Linked DNA regions of Mus musculus: all the other regions are linked to region 2. The links are chromatin contacts, called in public Hi-C and HiChIP or PLAC-seq maps. All regions are on one chromosome and are shown on one strand. The core of a region is the stretch at or near the end of the contact, and the rest is flanking DNA. Distances in the headings are between cores, read along the strand shown. Region 1 overlaps Ryr1 (ryanodine receptor 1, skeletal muscle). Region 2 holds the start of Catsperg1 (cation channel sperm associated auxiliary subunit gamma 1). Region 3 overlaps Ryr1 (ryanodine receptor 1, skeletal muscle).

Evidence for each region. Hi-C and Micro-C count contacts between places; a contact is called where the count stands out from the background. HiChIP or PLAC-seq counts read pairs in DNA pulled down with a chosen protein or histone mark.
Region 1: an H3K4me3 HiChIP or PLAC-seq map of embryonic stem cells shows a contact between it and region 2, with 21 read pairs. The contact joins the enhancer-like site here to the promoter of Catsperg1 in region 2. A contact is called at or near these places in 1 of 39 promoter capture datasets (hematopoietic stem and progenitor cells), 2 of 15 datasets of contacts at CTCF or cohesin (large pre-B cells and pro-B cells), 8 of 484 Hi-C or Micro-C datasets (B cells, CD8 T cells, centroblasts and 5 more), 8 of 115 datasets of contacts at active chromatin or transcription factors (bone marrow-derived macrophages, embryonic basal ganglia, embryonic stem cells and 3 more) and 4 of 9 other capture datasets (adipose tissue, embryonic stem cells, liver and 1 more).
Region 3: a Hi-C map of the G1E-ER4 cell line shows a contact between it and region 2, with 2.3 times the contacts expected there. The contact joins the enhancer-like site here to the promoter of Catsperg1 in region 2. A contact is called at or near these places in 1 of 39 promoter capture datasets (liver), 1 of 15 datasets of contacts at CTCF or cohesin (embryonic stem cells), 5 of 484 Hi-C or Micro-C datasets (the G1E-ER4 cell line, embryonic stem cells, liver and 2 more), 6 of 115 datasets of contacts at active chromatin or transcription factors (embryonic basal ganglia, embryonic forebrain, embryonic stem cells and 1 more) and 3 of 9 other capture datasets (adipose tissue, liver and pancreatic islet).

What each region holds. Positions count from the first base shown.
Region 1 is chr7:29,039,122-29,042,145 of GRCm38.p6, forward strand. Ryr1 (ryanodine receptor 1, skeletal muscle) reads right to left here. Exons shown (of 106, transcript NM_009109.2): 85 at 1,684-1,772; 86 at 1,460-1,588; 87 at 1,267-1,371. Among named protein-coding and RNA genes, the nearest start is that of Gm38979, 11 kb to the left of the region's middle. Within about 2 kb of position 1,335, at least 117 of the 459 cell types and tissues checked have an H3K27ac peak or open chromatin away from gene starts, as enhancers often do. A contact at or near this core is called in B cells, CD8 T cells, bone marrow-derived macrophages and 6 more, where this site is marked.
Region 2 is chr7:29,209,290-29,212,315 of GRCm38.p6, forward strand. Catsperg1 (cation channel sperm associated auxiliary subunit gamma 1) reads right to left here and starts at 1,636. Exons shown (of 28, transcript NM_001368407.1): 1 at 1,353-1,636; 2 at 1,191-1,244. The coding sequence starts at 1,625.
Region 3 is chr7:29,074,025-29,077,243 of GRCm38.p6, forward strand. It overlaps Ryr1 (ryanodine receptor 1, skeletal muscle), which reads right to left. Exons shown (of 106, transcript NM_009109.2): 40 at 2,999-3,113; 41 at 2,777-2,909; 42 at 2,146-2,240; 43 at 1,140-1,275; 44 at 767-953; 45 at 572-680. Among named protein-coding and RNA genes, the nearest start is that of Gm26604, 4.0 kb to the left of the region's middle. Within about 2 kb of position 1,342, at least 2 of the 459 cell types and tissues checked have an H3K27ac peak or open chromatin away from gene starts, as enhancers often do. A contact at or near this core is called in the G1E-ER4 cell line, where this site is marked.

The sequences.
Region 1 (3,024 bases), core at 85-2,584, 170 kb before region 2:
CTGACCCAAGGCCTCAACAAACTAGGAAGCAAGTATCTCTAGGTTAAGTGGGCCTGGGCTCTGTGCCTTCCCACGAGCCTGTCTTAGATGTCACAGTTGAGGGGGTGAGTTATAATTCTTTCAGAGCTCATGGGGCTAACTCATGGCTCTAGGAATGAATACATCAGTGGGTCTGGCCAACCTTTCTTCCCTAGGGCTGAGACCACTGGCAAGCACATGACCCAAGATAGCAGTTAGAGAATCTTGGATCTTTTATTTAAAACTTTTAGGAAAGACCTGTTTCACACAGCCTGGAGCTGCTAGTGTGGTGAAGAGAAGCCTAGCACCATTTTTTCTCAGGCCCTAACTAAATGATTCTAGGCAGGTGTTCTACGACTGAGTCACACTTCCAGCTCCTTGTATTGAATATCCCTTATCACGTGTGTCTGGAGTACGGCTGATGAATTATCATAATACTTGAAAGTGTGTTTCCACCAATATTTAAAGTTTACAGCAACATCACACGGCCAACTGTACTGAGAAACTGAAAAATTTCAGTTCAATTCCTTTCATAGTCAGATGGCACTCTGGACAAATTAGGAGGTCTCTGCTTTCTTAAGACACTGCTTTGTGGGAAATTATATGGAATACTTGTCTGCCACCTGCCGGACAGTTATTGTACTGCACCAATATATTTGCAATGGTTAGGTTGTGTCTAGCGCCACGTGGTTGCCCGCGGAGCACAAACTCGCATAACTGTACATGGAAGCTTTGACTAAGGCGACCAAGCAGAAGCACAAAATGGATGAGGTGTGCGCGAGGCATTCACGAAGCTGTAGAGGAGCAAGGCAAGTATTCTGGGAGCAGGATCCTTACATCATGGGTACTTGGCACGGGAGTCTTCTGCCGCAGGCAGGGTAAAAGAAGGAACGCTTCAGCCCCAGGTCCTAACCTAGCAACATAGTCCCATCCTATTCCCCAGAGCTGGAAGAATCTGGGATGACCTCATTAGAAGGAAAATGGTATGAACCTGTCCTAGAAGAGTTCTGGACGGGAGGGATGGGCTCCAAAGTCAAACCGGTGGAAGTATAGGTGGGAAATGAGCAGTTTAGTGGGAAAGAGGAAAAAGCATGCAGACGACCAATTCAGAAGGGGTTTGGGCCATAGGGAGCGAACCTGTCTGGAGCATGCGCAGAGCACTAGGGGACCGACCAGTGGGACAGGGGCCGATCAGGGGATTCTAGGGGATGGCTGGAGGGAAAGAGCTGTTCTCAGACGAACTCAAACCTGAGCCAGCTTCATCATCATGTGCGCGAACACGTGCAGGAAGCCCACCACGGCATCCCAGAGGCGACTGTGCGCCAGACTCTGCTGGTTTCCGGTGCAGGGTCCCTGGGGAACAAAGGGTGGCCTGAAGCCTCAGCAGGAGCGCTGGATGCCGGCAGCTCCGCCTCCGCAGGTCCCCGAGTGCGGACCCTACCTGGATGTACTCGGTGAGGCTGTTGAACACTTGTTTAGCTACCGACATGGCTTTGGAGAAGTTTCTCTTTCCCTGTTCCTCGATGACATCCTTGCCCGAGTAATACCAGTAGAAGTCACTGATGGATTCCTGTGGGTCCGGGAGGGCATGAAGGATGCTGGAGCCATGCGAGGTCCCTCGGGCCCCTGGCTCAGGTCCCATGGGGCTGGGCCACCCTTCCTCACCTGCAGCCGCAGGAGGTAGTCCACTGTGCAGATAATGATATTGATGGTGGTCGTGTTCCCAGTCTGTGTCCGTAGGTAGTTTTGGAAATCTGAGGAAATGAAACATGTATTCATTCAGTGAGCGCCTGTGTCTGGGGAGACAATGGTGTCTGCTCATTTAGGGTTAGGATCAGGGTTCATATTTCATGCCTACTGTGTGCCGGAAGTCATGAAATTACCTTTGGAAGTATGAAGTATGTGTGCCACACAGGGATGGAGGGTCACTTAGATATTTGACATTTATCTAAAGACACTGCGGAGGTTCTCCGTGCAGCAAATGCAGTGGGGATTCAGCCCCCCACTTCTCTTTCCTATTCTCTCTCTCTCTCTCTCTCTCTCTCTCTCTCTCTCTCTCTCTCTCCTCTCTCTCTTTCTTTGTAAATTTTAAAAGATTACTTTATGGGCCTGGAGAGATGACTCAGTGGTTAAGAGCATTGGCTGCTCCTGCACAGGTCCTGGGTTCAATTTCCAGCACCCATATAGTGGCTCACAACCATCTGTAACTCCAGTCCCCGGTGATCTGACGCCCTCTTCTGGTCTCCTCGAGAACTGCATGCACACAGGGCCCATACATACTCGATACCCATACACACGAAAAAAAATTTTTTTTTCATTTATTTAGGTATGGGTATGATAGTCCCTGTCATTAATTTCAGCACTAGGAAGACAGTCAGGTAGATCTTTGTGAGTCTGAAGCTAGCCTAGTGTATTGGGCAAGTTCCAGGCCATTCAAGGCTACAGTGAATCCTGTAAATTTTTTCATTTGTTTATTCCTGAGGTGAAGCAGGGGAGGGCTAATACATGCTGGATGCTAATAAGGCTAGAAGTCAGCTCTCTCCATCCACCAAGTGCGTCCTGAGAAGGAGTTCAGGTCACGAGACCTGGCATCAAGTCCTTTATCCACTGAGCTGTTTAACCAGCTTCTCTTTCTGTTTCTCTGAGACAGTCTGGAGAGTGCCTCAGGCTAGCCTTAAACCCTCTTACCTCAGACTCTCACCTACCAGAATTACAACTGTGCTACCCTCACACCCAGCTTCAATTGTTTTTATTTATATTAAATAATTAATTAGTTTAGTGTTTTTTTTCAAGACAGGGTTTTTCTGTATAGCCTTGAGTGTCCTGGAATTAGCGCTATAGACCAAACTGGCTTTGAATCCAGCGATCCATCTGCTGCTGCCTCCTGAGTGCTGGGATTAAAAGCATGTGTCACCATTCCCAGCTTCTAATTGCTTTTTAATTAAGTTTTCCTGAACAAATATTTAATAGATAGAGATAAAATCCTCCATTTCTTTGTCCTTGTTC
Region 2 (3,026 bases), core at 386-2,885:
TTCAAGGCCAGCCCGGGTTAAGTAACACTATCCTATATCCTGAAAGGAAGAGGGTGGGGCCAGAGAGATGGCTGACTCAATGGTTAGAGTGTGTAACTGTTCTTCTAGATGACCAAAGCATGATTGCCAGCATCTATGTCAAGCCACAATAGCTTGTAACTCCAATCCCAGGAATTCATCACCCTCTTCCGACCTCCACAGGCAACTGCATGCACATGCATAGACCTATTAAAAATAAGATGAATGCTTTTTTTTTAAAAGAGAGAATAACTACTATTAGACACAGGGTTCTTTTTTTTTTTTTTTTTTTTTTTTGGTTTTTCCAGACAGGGTTTCTCTGTATAGCCCTGGCTGTCCTGGCACTCACTTTGTAGACCAGGCTGGCCTCGAACTCAGAAATCCGCCTGCCTCTGCCTCCCGAGTGCTGGGATTAAAGGCGTGCGCCACCACGCCCGGCCCAGACACAGGGTTCTTATTGGAGGATAATAGGAACGTTCCGGAGAAAGATAATGAGGTTAGTGTGATTGCTTAAGTGAGGTACTGTTTGAACACCCCAGGCTCCTATGTTTGAATGCTTGGTCCTTAGCTGTGGGTCTGACTGAATAGGATTACATATGGCCTTCATGGAGAAGATGTGTCACCAGGGGTGTTAGGCCTTGAGGTCTGCACCATTCCTAGTTCGCTTTCTCTGCCTCCTGCTTGTGGATGGAAGTACCTGCCATGGTGGTCCCACCGGGTTCCCTACTGTGCTGCTCATGGACTTTTGGTTTATAAGTTGCCTTGGTCACAGTTTTTCTGTCATGGAATGACAGAATGGAGCTGAAACGGTTGCCTGACTCTGTAGATACACTAAAATGTACTGATCTGTATACTTTAGAACGACACCTTTAGGGGCTGAGAACAGGGTGGTAGCAGGTAGCAGTGGTAGCATGTACAAAGCCTTGGATTCTGTCCCTAGGCCCCTAAACAAAATAAGAGCTACATCTCAATTTTAAAATGGGGCCCCGTGGGGGGGGGAGTGCTGTGCTCACTTTTTGTCCCTATTGTGTTCTTGTACCTAGTGGGAGACTGAATCTTTAATGCCTTCAGGGTTGGTGGAGACTACTATTAAACTGTATTGAAAAAACACTGCTGAAAATGGGAAACTGGAGACTTACAGAAATCAGCCTACTCATACTGTAAACTCTTACCTGTCCCGGACAGGAAAAGTTGATTTGCAAGTAGTAAGGAAAGCTCAAATAGTTCTGTAAAGAAAGGTGGAGGAAATACCTAGTCACTTGGTGTACTGACTCGAGATCTCTCTATTTACTGACCCCAAATCTCTTTGATACTCTTGATCTCACTTCCCTCACCTCTGACGGATCGATTGGCGAGTCTGTCAACTTTTGGAACACCTTGGCCACTGTATCGATGGGCTCATGATCTTGAAATCGATCCTTGGAGAGATGCAAGCCTACCTTCTCGAACTTGTTCAGGACAAGAAGCCAGGTGCAATGCTGTAAGGTATCTTCCGCCCACGACTTCAACGACAGCAATAGCACTAGCCGCAGTACCCAGAATGCCCAAAGGTTTGGTTTTCTCGGCCACACAGGGCTGACCGGGGACATGGCTGGCCGGGACACCATGTAGCTAGAACCTGGAGAACGTGGGGATTAACACCCACTTGCAAGTTGGCTAGCTGAGGCTGATCTCTAGGAAACCGCTCAGTTCCTGCCCCTTTTCCCACTCTTCTTCCTAGCTCCACCTTTGATCAGGCTTTGGGGCCCCTTACTCTCTGCCCGGGCCCTGCTCTTAGGCCTTGCCACGCCCTTACTCCCAGCTCCTCCCCTACTAATACTCCTCGCCCCGCCCCTGCTCCTACTCTCGGCCCCTCCCCTACTAATACTCCTCGCCCCGCCCCTGCTCCTACTCTCGGCCCCTCCCCTACTAACACTCCTTGCCCCGCCCCTGCTCTTTCTCCCGGCCCCTCCCCTACTAATACTCCTCGCCCCTCCCCTACTAATACTCCTCGCCCCTCCCCTACTAATACTCCTCGCCCCGCCCCTGCTCTTACTACTGTCCCTACCCCTGCGGCTCTTTTCACCCTGCTTCCTAGTTACTCTCTCTCTCTTTGCCCTGGCTTTGCTCTTTTCTGTTCCCGTTCTTGGAACTCCTAACCTACTCTTCGCCAAGTCCCTCTTTTTTTTTCTTGCCTTGCCAGAGCACTTCCTGTTTTCCTTACCACTGTGCCCCTCAGGGGACTTGGCTCCGCCCTCAAAAGGTTCCCCGCCCACACACTGCTCTTCGCCACGCCCCTTTCTTTTCGCTCCTGCCCTGCTCAGGAACCGGCTTAGAGTCTTCTTGTCCTTTCGTGAATCCTCGCCCACACCTCCGAACTCGCTAGGCTCTTTGCCTTGGCTCAAGGTCTGAGTCGTTCTGGAAATCAGATCCTGGCTCTGCTTTCTCTTCTGGCCACGCCCCTGGTCCTGGCTCCGGTCTGGAGTGTCGCGGTAGAGCGGATCTTCACTCTGCCTTCTCTCTTGGCCACGACCCTGGTCCTGGTTCAGGCTCCAAGTGTTGCAGTAGTTCAAATGCTCACTCTGTCTTCTCTCTTGGCCACGCCCCCGGTCCTGGTTCAGGCCCTGAGTGTTGCAGTAGTTCAAATCCTCACTCTGTCTCCTCTCTTGGCCACGCCCCTGGTCCTGGCTCAGACCCCGAGTGTCGCGGTGGTTCGGATCCTCGCTTCGTCTCCTCTCTTGACCACGCCCCTGGCCCTGACTCAGGTCCCGAGTGTTGCAGTAGTTCAAATCCTCGGTCTGTTTCTTCTCTTGGCCATGTCCCTGGTCCTGGTTCAGGCCCCACGTGTTGCAGTAGTTCGAATCCTTGCTCAGTCTCCTCTCTTGGCTACGCCCCTGGTCCTGATTCAGGCACCGAGTGTTGCAGTAGTTCAAATCCTCGCTCAGTCTCCTCTCTTGGCCACGCCCCTGGTACTGGTTCAGGCCCCAAGTGTTGCAGTAGTTCCAATCCTTGCTCTGTCTCCTCTCTTG
Region 3 (3,219 bases), core at 92-2,591, 140 kb before region 2:
TTTGTTTTTTTTTTTTGTTTTGTTTTTGTTTTGTTTTTTTTTTTGAGACAAGTTCTCACGCAATCCAGGCTGGCCTCCAACTTGCTATTTAGCCAAGATGGCATGGAACTTTTGATCCTCCTGCTTTTTATCTTCCAAGTTCTGGGACTACAAGTGTGGGCCACCATACACAGCTATGAGGTAGGGTCTTGTCACGTAACTTGGCCTGGCCTCAGACTCAGTACTCCTGCCTCTACAGTGCTGTGATCATAGGTGTGTGTGCCAGGGTGCAGTGTGGCACCAGTTTTGGTTCTACTCTCCGTGAGGAATCCCTCTACTCCTACCAGGAGTCCTTTGCTTCTTCACATCTTGTCTCCCTCCTCTACTGGTTAGGCTCCACGGGTTTGGAACCTGAGGGTGTTTTGGTCATAAGTGTATGCCCAGCATCACAGCCCAGGACCACACCCAAGTGAGCTATATGAATGCTGTCCAGTACCTGAATGCTGAGGTTGAATGCTGATCATGCACACCCAACTCCCTCCCACCCCACCTTGCTTTCTCCATTCCCCCCACCCCCGCCCCCAGGGCTTACATGCGTCTCAGGTGCACAGCGTCCTAGCAGGTCAATCAAGGCAGCATAGAAGGACATGATGGCATGTCCCAGGTGTACCCGGTTTTCTTCAGGGGGCTCCTCACCAAAGCTGGAGAGGAGAAGGTGGTGGTTAGAATCCAGAGACATGGTAGTGATGGCTACCATCCTGGAAAGGGGACAGGGACGGGGACTCACTGCTCACGTCGCCGGTCCCTGCGGACACCCGGCCCATCCCGTGCGGGATCCTCAGAGATTCGGATGGCCTCTTCGATGGCAGCCAGCAGCCCTGAGCCACCCTCACCCCTCAGGGCAGGTCCAAAGCACTCGGGTTTGCGGATCAACAGCCGCACAACCACGTTAGCGTTCTCTTCCACGCTCTCACCTGGCACCCAGAAAGTTCAGGAGAGCTCTTGGGGAACCCCCACGCAATCCCAGAAGCTAACACACTCAAGGGTAATGTCAGGTCCCTGTTGACCTGCAAGTCTACTTAGAGGGACCCCTGCCCAGGAGATGAATGTCACCAGAGGGAAGCTTAGCCAGTGACCCCACAGGCCCCACCCTGCCTCACCGTTGACAAAGACAGCAAAACGCAGGAAGTCGAGGTAGCGTTCGCCCCCACAGGGATTCCATCCGATGTCAGGATACCCTTTGGCCAGAAGCATGGGGCAGCTTTGTAAGCCACACCCTGCCAGGTATGACACAACCTGCAACGTGGAAACGGAGCTTAGTCTAAGACCACTCTCCTCCCCAAGATCCGGTCCTTATCTACCTCACACCCACCCCACAAACATGAGCCAGGGCTTCCTTCTCCTGCCCAACACTGGTCCTGTCTCACTTGTGATAAAGCCCAACAACCTTGCCATGGCCCACAGGACCTCTGTGATGTCACCTCTCGCCACTCAGCCCCCACTGCTTCTGTCCCAGCCATCACCCGTCCTCTGCTGCTCCAAGGCCTCTGTGCTGCTCCTCTTCTGGGGTCCACTGAGCTGCTCACATCATTCTGAGCTTTATGCAAATATTACTTTAGCTTCTTTAACCAGCCTTTGTTTTGTTTTGTTTTGTTTTGTTTTGTTTTGTTTTAACACGGTCTTTCTAATGCAGCCTTGCAGGAGCTCACTATGAATATCAGGCTGGCTTCAGACTCACAGACTCACGCCTGCCTCTGCCTCAGAGTGCTGGAACTGACGGCACGAGCCACCAGGCCTGGCTTATAAATGCTTAAAAATCATGATCGCATATTCCCTGAACAGATTAAGTGACAGAGGTCAAAAGAAGCCGTCTCTTTCCCAGGCCACTCAACAAGGAGTGGAACTACTGACTAGTGTCTGAACTCCAAAGGCTCTGTAGCCCTACTCCTCTATGATAACCAGGGCCACCCGGATGGGAGCGTAGCCCATAGACCTGCTCCCAGCCCCTCTTCTGCAGAGTAAAGGAGCCACTGGCTGCTGGCTGCTCCTTGCAAGTCAGCCCCTTTCTGATTGGGCCCTGGGATGGCCAGCATCAGTCTGAACAGGGTGCTCAGAGCCAGCATGTGCCCACACAGTTGGGCGTGACCAGGTCTCCTCCGGCCACACCTTTTCCAGGTCTTGCTCTTGTAATGCCAAGGCTAGCTCGTTGTTGTCAATGACAGAAGCAGCAGCTACATCCAAGGGTGTGGAGCCCTGCATGCCTGTGGAGACAAAGAGCAGTTAGAGTTTCCCACTCCTTTTTAAAAAAAAACTATTTAAGTGCATCTCTCTCTGTGTGTGTATGTGTGTGTGTGTGTGTGTGTGATGCAGGTAAACGTAGAAGCCAGAAGAGGACACCAGATCCTTTAGGGCTGGAGGTGACTGTGAGTCACATAAACTGAGTTCTGGGATCTGAACTCTGGTCCTTCTGATAGAGCAATAAGCACCCTTAGCCAGTGAGTAATCTCTCCAGCCCCTCTCAACTCCTGACTGTGTCTCCTCCTCTGGGAAGTCCTTCCTGACCACCCCCTTTGCAAAATGTACTAAGTGCCTCTGCTGGTCTGAGCTTTTCCAATCCCAACGCTCGGGGCTCTGGGTTGGGCTGAACTTTATTCTTTGTCTGCTCTGTGAACTGTGGGTCAGTCAAGGTTGTCTGAGCCACTGTTTCCTAGGTTTGGGTTTTATGCTGTTTTTGAGAAAGAGTCTCAGGGTAGCCCAGGTTGGCTTTGAACTTGTTATGTAGCTGAGGATAGCTCACCCAGGCCAATGCCGCTGTTCTCCAGCAGGTAGCTCAGGTGGTCAAACATGGAGCGCTGGTTCTGCCGGCTGATTCGGCAGAAGTAGCAGAGGAAGCGGCAGCAGCTTGTCACCATCTTGGGGAAGCGGATCTCCTGCAGGGAGCAGACAGGGAGGACCAGTGGTGAGTGCCTGCTCTCTGTGTCCCCCTCCCTGAGCCGACACATCCATCCAGGCCCCTCACCTTTGACTCGCCGCCCCCAAGGACGTTCACCATAACCTCCATGACTGTTTCATGCATACCCAGCGCTCTCATCAGGTTTGGGTGTTGGTAGAAGACTTTGTTATTCATGATGTTCCTGTGAACAGACAGGACATGTGGGGTAAGCGCAGCCTGGGGGCGGGGCAGACATCCAGGGAGATTCATGGTCACCATGGTGACAACAGTCTGCACTCTCTAGGCGC